5 separate regions of the Mus musculus genome follow, and all the other regions are linked to region 5. The links are chromatin contacts, called in public HiChIP or PLAC-seq and promoter capture Hi-C maps. All regions are on one chromosome and are shown on one strand. Each heading gives the region's core, a stretch centred on a gene start, on an enhancer-like site or on the middle of the called end of the contact. The rest is flanking DNA. Distances are from core to core; before and after follow the strand shown. Region 1 has its middle 90 kb from the start of Gm34145. Region 2 holds the start of Cct6a (chaperonin containing Tcp1, subunit 6a (zeta)). Region 3 holds the start of Sumf2 (sulfatase modifying factor 2). Region 4 has its middle 65 kb from the start of Gm34145. Region 5 holds the start of Sfswap (splicing factor SWAP).

The links. HiChIP or PLAC-seq counts read pairs in DNA pulled down with a chosen protein or histone mark. Capture Hi-C pulls out chosen DNA fragments and counts their contacts.
Region 1: an H3K4me3 HiChIP or PLAC-seq map of neural tube shows a contact between it and region 5, with 2.9 times the contacts expected there. The contact joins the enhancer-like site here to the promoter of Sfswap in region 5. A contact is called at or near these places in 4 of 39 promoter capture datasets (cranial neural crest, embryonic stem cells, hippocampal neurons and 1 more), 1 of 484 Hi-C or Micro-C datasets (nephron progenitors), 15 of 115 datasets of contacts at active chromatin or transcription factors (craniofacial prominence, embryonic basal ganglia, embryonic forebrain and 6 more) and 4 of 9 other capture datasets (adipose tissue, embryonic stem cells, liver and 1 more).
Region 2: a contact with region 5 is called in an H3K4me3 HiChIP or PLAC-seq map of embryonic stem cells, with 19 read pairs. The contact joins the promoter of Cct6a here to the promoter of Sfswap in region 5. A contact is called at or near these places in 1 of 484 Hi-C or Micro-C datasets (CD8 T cells), 7 of 115 datasets of contacts at active chromatin or transcription factors (the 230-238 cell line, the SCID.adh cell line, effector CD8 T cells and 3 more) and 3 of 9 other capture datasets (adipose tissue, liver and pancreatic islet).
Region 3: a promoter capture Hi-C map of liver shows a contact between it and region 5. The contact joins the promoter of Sumf2 here to the promoter of Sfswap in region 5. A contact is called at or near these places in 4 of 39 promoter capture datasets (cranial neural crest, liver and pre-B cells) and 1 of 9 other capture datasets (liver).
Region 4: a contact with region 5 is called in an H3K4me3 HiChIP or PLAC-seq map of embryonic stem cells, with 13 read pairs. The contact joins the enhancer-like site here to the promoter of Sfswap in region 5. A contact is called at or near these places in 2 of 39 promoter capture datasets (cranial neural crest and embryonic stem cells), 9 of 115 datasets of contacts at active chromatin or transcription factors (embryonic forebrain, embryonic hindbrain, embryonic stem cells and 2 more) and 3 of 9 other capture datasets (embryonic stem cells, liver and pancreatic islet).

What each region holds. Positions count from the first base shown.
Region 1 is chr5:129,216,277-129,218,976 of GRCm38.p6, forward strand. No RefSeq gene overlaps it. Among named protein-coding and RNA genes, the nearest start is that of Gm34145, 90 kb to the right of the region's middle. Within about 2 kb of position 1,450, at least 26 of the 459 cell types and tissues checked have an H3K27ac peak or open chromatin away from gene starts, as enhancers often do. A contact at or near this core is called in neural tube, where this site is marked.
Region 2 is chr5:129,786,038-129,788,737 of GRCm38.p6, forward strand. Cct6a (chaperonin containing Tcp1, subunit 6a (zeta)) reads left to right here and starts at 1,319. Exons shown (of 13, transcript NM_009838.2): 1 at 1,319-1,538; 2 at 2,197-2,260. The coding sequence starts at 1,402. Psph (phosphoserine phosphatase) reads right to left here and starts at 1,216. Exons shown (of 8, transcript NM_133900.4): 1 at 918-1,216.
Region 3 is chr5:129,845,598-129,848,297 of GRCm38.p6, forward strand. It overlaps Sumf2 (sulfatase modifying factor 2), which reads left to right and starts at 1,393. Exons shown (of 9, transcript NM_026445.2): 1 at 1,393-1,489. The coding sequence starts at 1,399. Cct6a (chaperonin containing Tcp1, subunit 6a (zeta)) reads left to right here. Exons shown (of 13, transcript NM_009838.2): 12 at 1-58; 13 at 151-846. The coding sequence ends at 223.
Region 4 is chr5:129,242,008-129,244,707 of GRCm38.p6, forward strand. No RefSeq gene overlaps it. Among named protein-coding and RNA genes, the nearest start is that of Gm34145, 65 kb to the right of the region's middle. Within about 2 kb of position 1,339, at least 8 of the 459 cell types and tissues checked have an H3K27ac peak or open chromatin away from gene starts, as enhancers often do. A contact at or near this core is called in embryonic stem cells, where this site is marked.
Region 5 is chr5:129,499,851-129,502,550 of GRCm38.p6, forward strand. It overlaps Sfswap (splicing factor SWAP), which reads left to right and starts at 1,381. Exons shown (of 18, transcript NM_172276.3): 1 at 1,381-1,746. The coding sequence starts at 1,529. It overlaps Gm40332 (a long non-coding RNA gene), which reads right to left and starts at 1,376. Exons shown (of 3, transcript XR_868547.2): 1 at 1,252-1,376; 2 at 670-704; 3 at 400-498.

The sequences.
Region 1 (2,700 bases), core at 200-2,699, 280 kb before region 5:
GTGCCTGATTCACTAGTTCTACTGTGTTTACTCCTGATCCTTACCAATCATTCTTTGAAAATTTCATGTATATTTCATTCTTGCTTTGAAGACCCCTGGAGAAATTGACAAAGCTCCACAGTGGTGCTTGGCTCGCCACCAAAGGAGATTCTCTAGGATGGCGATGGGAAGGGGAGTCTCCCAGGAGAAGAAACCAGGAAATCAAGGCTCAGAGTGGGAACCCAGGGGAGGCAGCGGAGCTGCTGCAGGGAACAGGGTAGGGGATGGGGGTGGGCAGCGGTGTTGCCAGGAGATAGCCTTTTGCCTTTGTAGAGAGGGAGTAAAGATAATATCAGGTTTTATTGAGAGGTCTATGAAAGAGACTCTGGTTGTTTGATTTCTTTCTTTTTTTTTAAAGGCATTTTTCTGGACATAGGTTGCACACAAGGTTACATGCCAGAAGGGGCCTCAGGTATTCATTTAACCTCCGTCTGTCTGTGCTTAGAAAGCTAACGTCATCTCCAGTGCTTGAAAGCTGAGAGCTTTGGCCTAGAATTCCTATTCCTAATTTTCTTTGACATCGGGCCCTGTTCTCACTGGCCATCATTGAGAGATACAGAAGACCCCTATACACTTCGAAGGGGACCAGCTCCGTCAACGTCTGTCCACTGTACCCCAGAATCCCACATCTGAGGCACTCACTACATATAGACTCAAGTTCAGTGGTGAACCTCTGGAAGCTGTTAACCTTGGGAAGATTGAGCTTCTAGTAGGCTATGGTGGATGGAGAAGCACCCATGGGGTCATGGGACACCTTGTGTGGGGGAATGGAGTCAGGACAACCTCAGCTCCACTCCACTCCTGATGCTGTGGTTGGCAGAGTAACAGTCCCTTAGGTGTTCACTGGAATCCCCAGAACCTGAGCATGTCACCAGTCTGGGGAAAGATACTGTGGGACTGGATCCAAGAAGGAGCTTGGAGGACCCAGGGTGGGGCAGCATCAATCACCACATGACTCCATCTGGAAGGATAATTGCCAGGTAGACCGCCCCCAGTGAGCTAGAAGGAAGAAACAGCTTTGAGGACAGAGATGTAAGCTACAGGGAACACGGGACCCAGCAAGTTGGTAAAGCCTCAACTGGCAGCCATAGGGGAAGAGGGACCTCAGCGTTAAAGCCACAAGCACCCAATTCTCCTACACCCTGAGGGCTTCCCCTCAGATCTCCAGAGAGGCGAGCAACCCTGAGCTATGACCTATGTGTCCGATTTCTGACCCATAAAACAGGGAGAAACCTCTGAGCCGTGACGTGAGAGGTCATTTTTGAGGTCGGAGATGTGGGAGGCCGCGTTTCTGAACGCAGAGGAAAACTGCTCCGAGCTGGTAGCATTCATTGTCAGGGGCGGGGCTGACCTTGAGATTGACAAGAGTCAGGCAGGAGAAGGGCGTGTCCAGGAGGGACCAGCACAGCATTTTGCAGAGTCCTGACAGGCGCATCAGATGAGCAAGGGCCTCGTGAGGGAGTCGCCCCCCCACCAACCCCCTTGCAGGACCGATGCTGCCATTTGTAAACAAACTTGGTGGAGACCCAGCACAGAAAGCTCTTGGATCTGCTAGAGTGTTTTCGTTGCTAGAGTGTTTTTGGTTTTGGTTTTTTTTTTTTTTTCCCTGTTACGATTACCATGTTTTGTGCCTTTCCCATCCCGACTGTGAAAACCATACATCTGAAGATTGATTTTGTTAAGAAAACTGCTCTTTATGATCTGGGCTTTCACACATTCACAGGCGCTCCCGAGGGCCATTTATCCTCTCGCTGGCAGGGCTGAGCCACACACCATCACTTACAGAGCAGCGGGGAATTCCTCTTTGTCATCTCAGGTGCAGGAGTGAGTCCCAGAACATTGTCTGCATCCTGTGGGGAGAGGCACTGTCCTTTCTGGAGCCCATATGGATTTCATGATGACAGCCTGTGTCCAGGACAAGACTTAGCTGGGTGGAGCCTGGAACTTTGCTCCCCGCCCCCCCCCCCCCCCCCCCGTCCTCCCCCTCACCATTGGCTTCTATGACTGCACCAGGGCCAGACCTCTCTTGTGTGGAGTTTGAGCACAAGAACTGGGCTAAGTTCTGTGAATTAAACTCAGGTGGCAGAGATTCAGGGGAGGCAGAGGCAGTGAGATATGACAGGGTGACATCTGCTCCGCCAGAATCCCAGCTGGAGGCTAATTTGACTCCATCTAAAATATTTTGAATTCTATTTCCAGATAATTAATGCTTTCTCATCCGTGTGTCACATCTCAGCTGTGTCCCTTGGTGTCCAGCCTCACCACTGGCATCTCCTTTGCATCTCGGCGAGAAAGCCACAGTCCCCAACCCCATGTCTGGGAGGTGAAGCCACAGCAGCCGCCCTCCTGCCCCCCAGTGCCTGGGCCTTCCTAAGATAATAGTGAGCTGGGTTATAGGGGCAGGAGACAAAGGGGTAGTTCCTCCCATGGGGGAGGGGCAGGCCCAGCTGTAAGGGCGCTCTGAGGAACTGGAGTTCATTGCAGTAGCTACCCAGGCAAGGAGATGCTCTCCGTAACAGAGTGCAGTTTAACAAGGTTGAAAACAGAACGGAGGCTTTGGACTCCACGGTCCAGCTGGACCCGCTAGATTAGGATCACACTGCCAACACCCACAGACACAAGCCCATGTGGAGCACTGCCCAGGACAGACCTTTGTTTTTT
Region 2 (2,700 bases), core at 69-2,568, 290 kb after region 5:
ATAACTAAATGTCAGCCATGTGACTGGTTGTTTCTCTTTCCTTTTTAAATTTCCTGTATTCAGGACCTTTGTACCGGTTAAACCGGCACTCATCCTCTGAGCTACATACCCTATAGTTCTGTTTTCTTTAGACAGGGTCTTCCTATGTAGCCACGGCTGGCCTGGAACTTGCTATGCAGACCAGGCTGGCCTTGAACTCACAGAGATCTGCTTGCCTCCCGTGTTGTGACTATGCCTGGCTCTGTATAGTAGAAGAATAAGAATTTTTCTTTCCTATCAAAATGGCAAAGCCTTCAGTATATATAGCTCAGTGGAATACGTCCAATGGCATTACGAGTTGTCATCTGTGTGGAGAAGTGATTCATATTCATATACATGTTTAAAAATTCAGTACGTATCTATATGTTAAGTGCTCAACATACAGACAGGAAAAACACTTATACGCTTAATATTATTTTCTTTTTAAAAAAATGTTTAAAAGAATGCTTTCAAAGACTGGGCACCACTGTCCAGCCATTAGTTGTTAGTTTTTAGCAGGCTTAGTAGCTCATACCACTTTGGAAGTTGAAGCAGGACTGCTACGAGTTAGAATACCAGTCCGTGTTAGACAGTTCGTGGTCTAGCTGGGACATAGAATGAAACAAGGATTACTATTTGTTTCATTATTTTAAAAAAATTAAAACAAAATCCATTTTAGTTTTCAAGCTGCCTCAATGACCTGGGCCCTAAGAACAGACTGATCCTGAGTCTCCTCAACGCCCATCGCACCACTCCTAAAGCCATCTAGTACTTTCTACCTAGCGTAGTCCTCCCGTCAACCTCCGGGGTCTTAAAACGACCAGGGTACAGGGGAAGGCTCCATTTTCTGTGCTCCCCAATTTACGGATAAAACAGGCAAGGAAAAAAAAAAAATGAACCTGGGAAATCTCGCGAGAGTGTGAGGGAAGCATCCCGGAGTCCAGTAGCTAGAGACACCCTGCAACTAGAGGCCGACGCCTCTGCTTCCTGTCACACCCAGTCGAGTGCAGAGGCCGAAGCATCCCTCACACACGACCTGCAGGGCTTTTCCTGCACCGCGGAGCCGCGCAGCCTCCACGCTGCAAACTCTTAAAAGCGCCGAACCGTGACGCTGGGGGGCGAGCACAACGGAACCTTAAGATCCAGAGTGCCGATGACGGGAGAACCAGTTTCTCAGATGCGCAATGACGTCGCAACTGGGCGTGGTGGGCGGGTCTTAGAGAGACCAGCGTTGGATTAAGCCAATCAGCGGGCGGCAGGAGGGTCGCCACCCAATGGAGGTGCTCTGTGGGCACGCCGGGGGCGGGCCGGGTGCGTAAGACTTTTCGAGAAGACCCCGCAGAGAGCACGTTGTTCTCGGCCTCTCCCGGAGCTAGGCCAGCCATGGCGGCGGTAAAGACCCTAAATCCGAAGGCCGAGGTGGCCCGGGCCCAGGCAGCGCTGGCGGTGAACATCAGCGCGGCTCGGGGCCTGCAGGATGTTCTGAGGACCAACTTGGGGCCTAAGGGCACCATGAAGATGTAAGCCCGGGCTGGCGGGAGGGCGGGCCTGGCGGCTCGATGGCCGCAAACTCGAGTCGCTGCCTCCAGGCCTTCGCGCTAGCGTTTTCTTTCTCCCATGTCTGGGCTGCATCCCATCCAAACCCCCCGAATCCGCGCCTTTCGGGGTTGGCATTTGCACCTATTTCTTATAGAGGAAGAGAGTGGCGTGTGCAACCTTCCCGAACCCAGCCCCGGGCCCCGAGTTTACTGGGATGTAGGAGTAAAGTCCAAATTTCAGGGGATCTGTTTTTGTTACCTCGTTAGCTAGCAAATGAATAAAGTTCACTGAGACATAGCGCTTGGATTTTTTTTTAATTAGTCTTAATTCACTCTCTTTTCTCGCCTCTCGTATCCGTTCCTCAAATTGCGGTTGCTTTGGAGTCGTATATTTCATAGCCTCCTTTGGTTCCCTTTACACCTCATTCTTTTTTGTGGGAATTTTCTTTATGTATTTAGTTGAGATCGGGTCTGACTGATAAGTTACGGCTTGTCTGGAACTCCCTGTGATTCACTTGCCTTCAAGAGGGGATGGGGGATATACATTACCTCCCCTTGGCTGCTTTGTGGAATTCTTACTTGTTTTGTTTTAATTAGAAAAAGTCACATCCTTGCTCATCAATTCCTTCCCATTTGGCAGGCTTGTATCTGGTGCTGGAGACATCAAACTTACTAAAGATGGCAATGTGCTGCTTCATGAAATGGTAAGAGGCTGCCGGGCTGGGTTTAAAAAAAAATTTTTTTTTTTGACCTCTTGCTCCATTTGAGGTGAATAAAATTCTTCATCAGGTCATCATGTCTTTCAGGCAGAAATATAGGAAGTGCTTTAGTGGGTGAGGAACTCTGTCAAATGTGACACATGTGTTTGGATCCTTGGGTTTTTTGTTTGTTTTGGGGGGGTCTACTTTGTAGTCTGGGCTAAAATAAAAAATTGTATAAAAGAATATTGTTATCTCTACTTTAGCTAAATATTGTACCACATAGCTATAATCCCGGCACTCAGCCAGATCTCTTGAGTTCAAAACCAGGTAGAGCTACATAAGCATAGTGAGACCTTGTCTCAAAAACAGGGCAATGGGAAAGAAAACCAAAAAATAAATGCTCATCTTTCCACTCAACTGCAGGAGAAATGAAAATCTTACTT
Region 3 (2,700 bases), core at 143-2,642, 350 kb after region 5:
CTGCAGAGATGGGTGTGTGGGATAACTACTGTGTGAAGAAGCAGCTGCTACACTCCTGGTGAGTGTACACGATCATGGCGGCTCGCGGGCGGGCGGCAGACACAGCAGTTTGGGTTGATAGCTCATCTGTCCTCTCTTCCTCCTTTTCAGTACTGTGATCGCCACCAACATTCTCCTGGTCGACGAGATCATGCGAGCTGGGATGTCCTCTCTGAAGGGTTGAGGCCTGCCTGTGATACTACAGGATGTTGGGGGGAATGGTTATTTTTGTCCAAGCTTCAAGTGATTTGGAAAAAAATTTTCTCTTCCTGATTGGAGAAAAGAAACGGGACATTTGACACCTATTCAAATTATACTGTAAAATTTTATTTTATTTTTGCCTTGAGTATCTGAAGACACTCAAAGCAGCTCTTTTTCAACCCACTGAACAAGATGTTTTAGCTACACCGATACAAAAATTACATAAGATAAGCATGTTGTCTACCCTTGTTCCGTAAGTGTTCTTTGAAAGTTTGTAATGGTTTTCTCCTAAATAAGGCATGGTGACACATGCCTGTAAGCCTAGCCCTTTGGAAATAGTCCGGAATTTCTATGCCAACTCAGGCTACAGGAGACCCCAGGTCGAAAGAATAATTTGTTGTGGATGTATTTGAAATTATCCAGCCAACTCCCTGTTAAACATGTAAGATCCTTGCCAGTGTAAAACACATCTGGGTAATTTATGGGTTTCATAATGTCTAATAAATACTTAAAGAGTGAAGCTACTGGATCATTCACACTTGAAATGACTGAAAATGCTTCAGAAAAGCTAATAAAGCCAAGTTACTCCGTGGAGGCTGGAAGGTCAGAACTCTGCCACCCAACTTCCAGACATGGGAACACAAGAGGCTGAGAGAGTTACACATTTAACAGCCAAAAGGACGGTTGTTGAAGAATAAGGGTTTGGGTGAAACAAGATTTTTTAGGCTATTTTCTATCTTGGTTTTGCATCATACCTGTAACAGCTTATCTCTTTGGTTTTCATGTACTTGATTTTATGTGTGATACTTGGGGAGAGGGGCTGGCTCCGTATTCCACAGTGAGTGAGTGAACAGCTCAACTGAATAGAGGAAAATATCTGGGTGGAGAGTTGGCTCAGCTACGTACTACTGGTTCTCACAGACAGGCAGTTAGTGCCCAGCACCGTGGGCAACTTCTAGCCAGCTGAGACTGCAGCACATTGGACCTGCAAGGGTGTTAACATCACACAAAAGCAGTCAGATAAAATCAGAGTAGGATGGGTGTGGGCCTGTGTTCATTCATGGGCGGGCCTGACAGGCAAGCTCCCAAGGAGCGCCCTGCCATTGGTCACTGAGTCAGTGCGAGTGCGCAGGCGCGAAGAAGCGCCCGAGCAGACGCATGCGCTCTGAGTTCTGGTTCCCCAGCATGGGTTCCTTGCTCCCTCCGGTGTTGCTGCTGTGGCTCCTGTCCTGCCCCAGGCTTCAGCTAGGTCAGTGTGTGGCTCTGTGCCTATATCACCCTTATCCTTGAACACCTGAAAGTGACTGTATCCTGCGCTCTAGATGCTACCCTAACCTCGGAGGGGGTTTGCAGGGTCTCGGGCTACTTGCTGGGGCTGGCCATCATGAAACTGCACTTTTTCTTTTTTTTTTTCTTTTTTTGAAGCAGGGTCTCTTCTGGTATTCAGCCCTGTCTGGGGCGTTGGGAGTAAGGCATTCTGATTTTCCTTTTCTCCATTTCCATGTCTTGAGCTGGTGCACTCGTGTGACTCGTAGCTTTTATTTGTAGAAAGCTTTGAAAGTTAAAGATACGCTTAAGTCACATACATAGTAATCGGATACTCAAAATGTTGTTTAAATGCACCTTTTATCTCTAGTTACTTTTGGATTCAGTTTTTCTTAGGATATTTTATGTGTATGAGTGTTTTGCAACCTCGTATATAGGTGCACCACGAGGGTGTCTGGTGCCGGCGGAGGTCAGGTTGGATCCCTACAACAGAAGAAACATGGTTATAAACCACTGCTTGGGTGCTGGAGACTGAAAACGGAGCGTCTTCGAGAGCAACAGGAGCTCTTATATACTAATATCCTATTTTATTTTATACTTGAGGCAGAGGCTCAACTATGTCGCCTTGTCTGGCCTGGAACATAGACCAGGCTAACCTCAAATTCATAGAGATTCAAGCACTCTCTCAGCTAAGCTACGGCGCAGAGGCCCCTTGTTTAGGGGTTTGGTTTTTTTTTTTGGGGGGGGGTGAGGGTGGGTTATTTATTTATTTAATTATTTATTTATTTATTTTGGTATAAAGGTCTTGACTGTGTAGCCCTAGCTTGTCTTGAGCTTGTGATCTCCAGCGACAGCTTCTTTAGAATTGGGATTATAAGGCATAAAATATGGTCTTAGATTGTAGTTTGTTATGTGACAGAATCTCACTATGTAGACCAGGCTGGCCTCAAATCACAAAGATCCATCAGTTTCTGCCTCTGTATGCTGGGGCTTAGAGGTGTCCACTTTTTATGTATGTGTTTGTGTGCCGTGAGTGTACAGATACTGGCAAAGGACAGAAGATTTAACCTGGTCCTTAAAAAAAATTTAATTTTGGCTTTTAGAGACAGAGTTTCTCTGTGTATCCTTGGCTGTCCTGGACTCATTCTGTAGACCAGACAGGGCTCAAACTCAGAGAAATGCCTGCCTCTACCT
Region 4 (2,700 bases), core at 89-2,588, 260 kb before region 5:
GCTGGAAGCAGAGGAAGCCCCAGCAGGATGTGGATAAGGTGGCTTTGCCACCGTTATTCGGAAGTGTTTATGAGGTGACAAGCCTGAAGACGGCTCAGGGTGAAACTTCAGCACCCTGAGGCACATGAAGCCCAGGCAGCCCCCTGCAGCTCCGATAAGCTGGGAGCATAGGGCCAGGTTCTCACTCTGCCAGGCTTCTGTTGGCCTCTGGAGGTTGGATCTCTCAGGAGGCTCCTGGAGATGCAGATCTTGTGATGTCACCTAGCAGTGACCTCGAACCTCAGTATCTTCCACTGACCACGTGCCACTCACAGCCTACTGAGCTGCCCACATTTCCTGGAGCCTTTGCTTCTGTGTTCTAAGCCCCAAAGGACAATTCTTGGCTCCCTTTCCCAGGAATTAGCAAATCAAAGGGTATGCTTCACAGGGTCTTTAATTCCCTCTTCCTTGGAGGCCAAGGAGATGCAGGAAGGAGTGCCCGGTAGAGCTTCATTTAAAACCTCAAGGTCAAGCTCACAGAGACCCTGCCCATGGTGCTGGTTGCTACAGTTTCAAGGGCAAAAAGCCCAGGTCTCACATCAGAGCTTGCTTTAAACAGTCTGGGAGTCAGGGCTGCCTTGCTATTCCTGTGAAAGATGTAACCTTGATTCCTCCTCTAGTAATAAAATGTTCCCAGGACCTCAATGGCGGCTGAAAACAACCGGGGCAGATGCTTAAAACTCCCCCCCCCCAACCAACTGGGGAGGTGACTCAGCTTGTAAAGAGCTTGCCTTGCATGTGAAGGGCCTGAGTTTGGTCCTCAGGGCCCATGTAAAATGCCAGCTGCATGAGGCATGTGTACTTGCTCTCCTGACACAGAAGAGGTGGAGAAATGTAGGTTCCTAGGCTGTGGAGCCATTGAGCCTAGCCTACTTGATGACTCCAGGGTCTCAATGAGAGACCCTGCCTCAAACAAACAATGCAAACTACACCAGAGGAATGGCAGCTCAGGTGTTGTCTGGCATCTCCTTGTACATGGACATACATGTACACATGAACCTGTATGTACACACACACACACACACACACACACATATGCATCTTACACACAAACGCTTCCAGGATCTTCCAGTTCACCCCCAGAAACCTGCTAACCTGCTGGTCTAGCCATGGCTAAGGAAGTGAACTGGATCATAGCCACATTGAAAGAAGCCTTGGTCACAGAAGATGAAGAATCCCAGAATTGTAGATTCCAAAGCAGTTTTGCATGTGAGACAATAAGCAAGAGCAGGTGACACTCCAGGCACAGTCTGGGAGTGTCAAACATCAGCCCTCCAGGGGACTCATTAATGAAAGGGGGACTTAGCACAAGTATTTCGTGCCACAAAGAACCGCCCCAGGCCGGGAGGGACCTCCCCCCACCTCTCACCTGCATCACTTTCATTGTGGCCTGTTGTGGATGCCACACGATTTTGCCTGCCTGGCATCTTGTTCCAAGTCTTGAACTAAAATCCTGATATTGCTTTGGGCAGCTCCGCTGTCCCCATCCAATCACCCGCTGCCACCCCTCTGCCTTGTCCTCGGGGCTGCATAGCCATAGCCTCCCCCTCAAAGGAAAAGTGGGACACGGAGAGATTTGGAGCAGGCGCTTCTGAGATCTGAGCAGCCTGCCCAGGTAAACAGGCATGTTGGGCCAATTGAGAACAGATCAAGTAAATTAAGTAGACCCAGTCCCCAGCATGTAAACTTCCCCAGGAGGGTGATGTCACTATCCCTCGGGGGTGCTTCTTCTCCCCTTAGCTATAAAGAGAACATCTTGAGGGCCCCTCCTGGTTTCTGTCACCAGCTCAGAGCTGCAATTGCTTGCCAAGGGCTCTTTTCACCTGAGCCAGATGCTCTCTCTGAGCGCTGCAGAAACCTCTTTCTCTTAATAAAACGTCTCAATTGCTATGTCCAACCGTATGTCTCTGGTGCAATTCTTTGTCGGGGGACACAATCACCTGGAAGCTTGAGCAGATGCCCGGGGAGTCAAATAGACATCTATCACCATACCCAGCTGCAATCCCTTTTATCTACCTTGCTCAGAGTTTCTGACCTGGCCCCTTAAATTAACCCTTGAGTTCACCTTAATCCCATTGTTTGTTCTCACTTAACAACATGGTCCCACACTCCGGTGTGCATGACCCTGTACACAGGACATGAATGACTTCCTGGATACTTCTTACACTCCTGCAGGGACTTTGCATCTTTAGTGGCCCTCAGGCCTCCTAGGGGATCCCAGCAGAGCCCCAATATTAACTTCTACCTTCTCCTTTCCTCAGCATTGACAAGAGAATAAAATCCTCATCTGCGACCTGCTTAAATGTTGTGTGTCCTCAGGAGGAAAAGAAGAAAGAGTAAGGGATGGAGAATAAAGGGATGGAGGTGAAGTAGGGGGGAAAGGCTGCCACAGTCAATAGTCTCCCCCAGCAGGGTAGAAAAACCAAATTCTCATGTCTGGTCCTCAGCCAGTGCCTGTGGTAGCCGCACTCACTTCTACATGCCAGATCTATTCATCAGCAGCTTCAGGAGGCGACAGGGGACACGACCTGGGTGTGTCCCAGAGCCACACCAAGCAGGATGCCTTGCTCTTCAAGCAAGTCCTTTTCACAGCAGAGGCCAAGTGCAAAGAACCACAGACATGAGCGGGGCTTTCTCCATCACTTCCTTACCTCAGCAGCT
Region 5 (2,700 bases), core at 131-2,630:
TATAAGCAATCGCCATCACACCCAGTACTTTTTGCATGGGTTCTGGCAATCAAACTCAGGTGCTCATGTGCGTAAGGCAAGCACTTATCAACTGAGACATCTCTGCTGGTGTGTGTGTGTGTGCGCTGAGTTACTTTACATTAAAAAAAAATCATTAAATGAATTTTGGCTTGAGGTTAAGACAAAAATTCCAACCGTTTCTTTTTTTTTTTTCCCAACTGTTTCAAAAGTAGACACAAACATTTCTGCAAAGCAACCTTCTCCACATCATAACTATTTTACTTAGTATTCGTTCTGGTGTACTATGTACATGTCTGTATGTGTGTGTGCACGTGTGTACACAAATGCATATGGAGGCCAGAGGTCAACATCAGTTGTTTTTCTAAATCACTATCCACTTTTTAAAAACCTAAGTTATTTGGGGAGGGAGGGGGGTGTCCGTGGCTGAGAAGTTCTTCTCTCCTTCCATCCAGTCGGACTTGATCTAACTCGAGTCGCCTACACATATACACACAAAATAAGTAAAAATTAAAAAAAAAATTAAAGTTAAATGTCACCCCGGGGCACTAAGCAAGACCCTATCTTGAAACTAAAACAAAAAGGGCTGCAGATATAACTCAATGATAGTGTTTTACCTAGCAATGATATAACTCAATGATAGTGTTTTACCTAGCAATGGTGAGGCCCTGGGTCCATGTTCAGAACTGAAAGGGGGAAAAAGAAAATCAAGCATCTGGGTCAGACACCAGAAAAAACTGCAGCCCTGCAGACCTCACGTCGATAATACTAGCATCTTAACTGAGCTAGGACAGTCAGAGTTCGAGTCTAATTTGGATCACAGTGACATCCTGTATTTTAAAAAGGGAAAGGGAAAGAATCTGCTCCCCAGAAGGAAACAACCCGTAGCGCTGTCTCCTAGCTGGAGTCTTTCTCCGCCACTGAAGCCCGTAGCCACTGAAAGCCCGCCACTCCGAATATTTAGGGCTCACAAGTCCTGGAAACGCCCTCAGTCAGGCGGCCAGGGCTAGGCTTCCTAGTGATCTAAAAATCGGGCTGTTAGAAAGGAGCAAACTGTCTCACTAGGACGGCAAAGACGCGTTCCCAACAAGATCCCCACTTGTCTCCACACCTGGCGGCCGCCCTCCAACGACAGTAGAAGTTGGCGCGCGGCCACCAACCGCGCTTTCGTCACATCCTAGGAGGCCTCCAAAAAATGGCAGAAATAAATTTCTTTCCATAAACACAACTTACCATCGCAAGATCAAGTTGGACAACGAAAACTAACATCTACTTAATTTTTTAGCGGCTCAAACAGCTTGCGGACGTGGCGAATCTACCACTCTCACCTCCGGAAAGAGCGGGTTTCCTACCGGAAGTTGCGTCTCCTCCATTTTGTGGCTCGCTATGGCGGCTGTGTTGAAGTTGCGAAGAGGATGCGGCGCCTGTGACTGAGTGGGTAGGCCAGGCGAGGCATCGGGGACGTTGTTCGGCCCAGCAGCAGACCGTCCCGGACGTCGGGGACGCTGTCATGTACGGTGCCGGCGGGGGCCGTGCCAAGCCGGAGAGGAAAGGCGGAGTGAAGGAGGAGGCCGGGCCGGGCGGCACCGGCACTGGGGGCAACCGGGTGGAGCTTCTGGTTTTCGGCTATGCCTGCAAGTTGTTCCGCGACGACGAGCGGGCTTTGGCCCAGGAACAGGGACAGCACCTCATCCCCTGGATGGGGGACCCCAAGATCCTCATCGACAGGTCGGTTCCTCCCCCCACCCGTCGACCCTCCCCTCCCTCGCCCGCTTGATTTCGCCTGATGTTGACTTGATGGCCGGGACCGAAAAAGGGGGTTTTGCGGAGCCCGGGGACTCGGGGGGCCTCCCTGCCCCCCACGTTCCCCGGCGTCCGGGGGGAGGGGACGGTGAAACCGGCCCTAAGGCTCCGGCCAGAGCTGGCGCCTCCCCGTCGCCGGAGGGATCGACTCTGCTCCCACAACCCCTCGAGCCCGGGCTGCCGCTGGCGACTCAGCGCGGGTGGAAGCTGTCCGGGGCCCGCCCGCCCGCGCCGTGGGGCGGGTGCCGCTGTCCCTCCGCTGGCTGTGCGGGGAGGGAGTCCGGGAGTGCGCTTTTGTTCCTCCGAAGCGCCGCACGCCGAGGCCCGTGGGTAGAAGCTTCTTTTGGACCCCCCAACCCCGTGAGGTAGCCTGAACCGTCTCTGGCCGGCTTGACTTTTGGCGTCCGGGCGAGCCCTTCCCCGCGGTTATTGCGACCATTTGCCCAACCGCGGTAGTGGGTGAAGTTGCTGTCTTGTTGGAAGCCGGTCGACCCGTGCGGACCTTGCTCTTAGGGGGTAGCGTTCTTAGAGCTGGTTTCACTGTTTTCTAAAGCCGAAGGGTGGAGCTGGGTTTATACCTTTGTGTTGGTTCTTTTCAAATCACACCCACTGAAGGGTGCCTGGAGTTGAGGGTAAAGGGGTGGGAACGTGAATTTCTGATGGTGTTTGATTTGAAAAGGATGGCATTACATGATTGGGTGTTTTGCTCCCCACCTCTCTCCTCATTTTTTCCATCTCTCTTTCTTTCTCCACCATCCCGGGTTTGGGTATTTGTCCTTCCGTTGGGCGATATTGCTTCTGGGCCCAGGACTAACTGTGAGCAACCATTAAGCTGTGGCGTGGTTTTCTCCAAGTGAAGTAAACCCATCGTTTGAGACA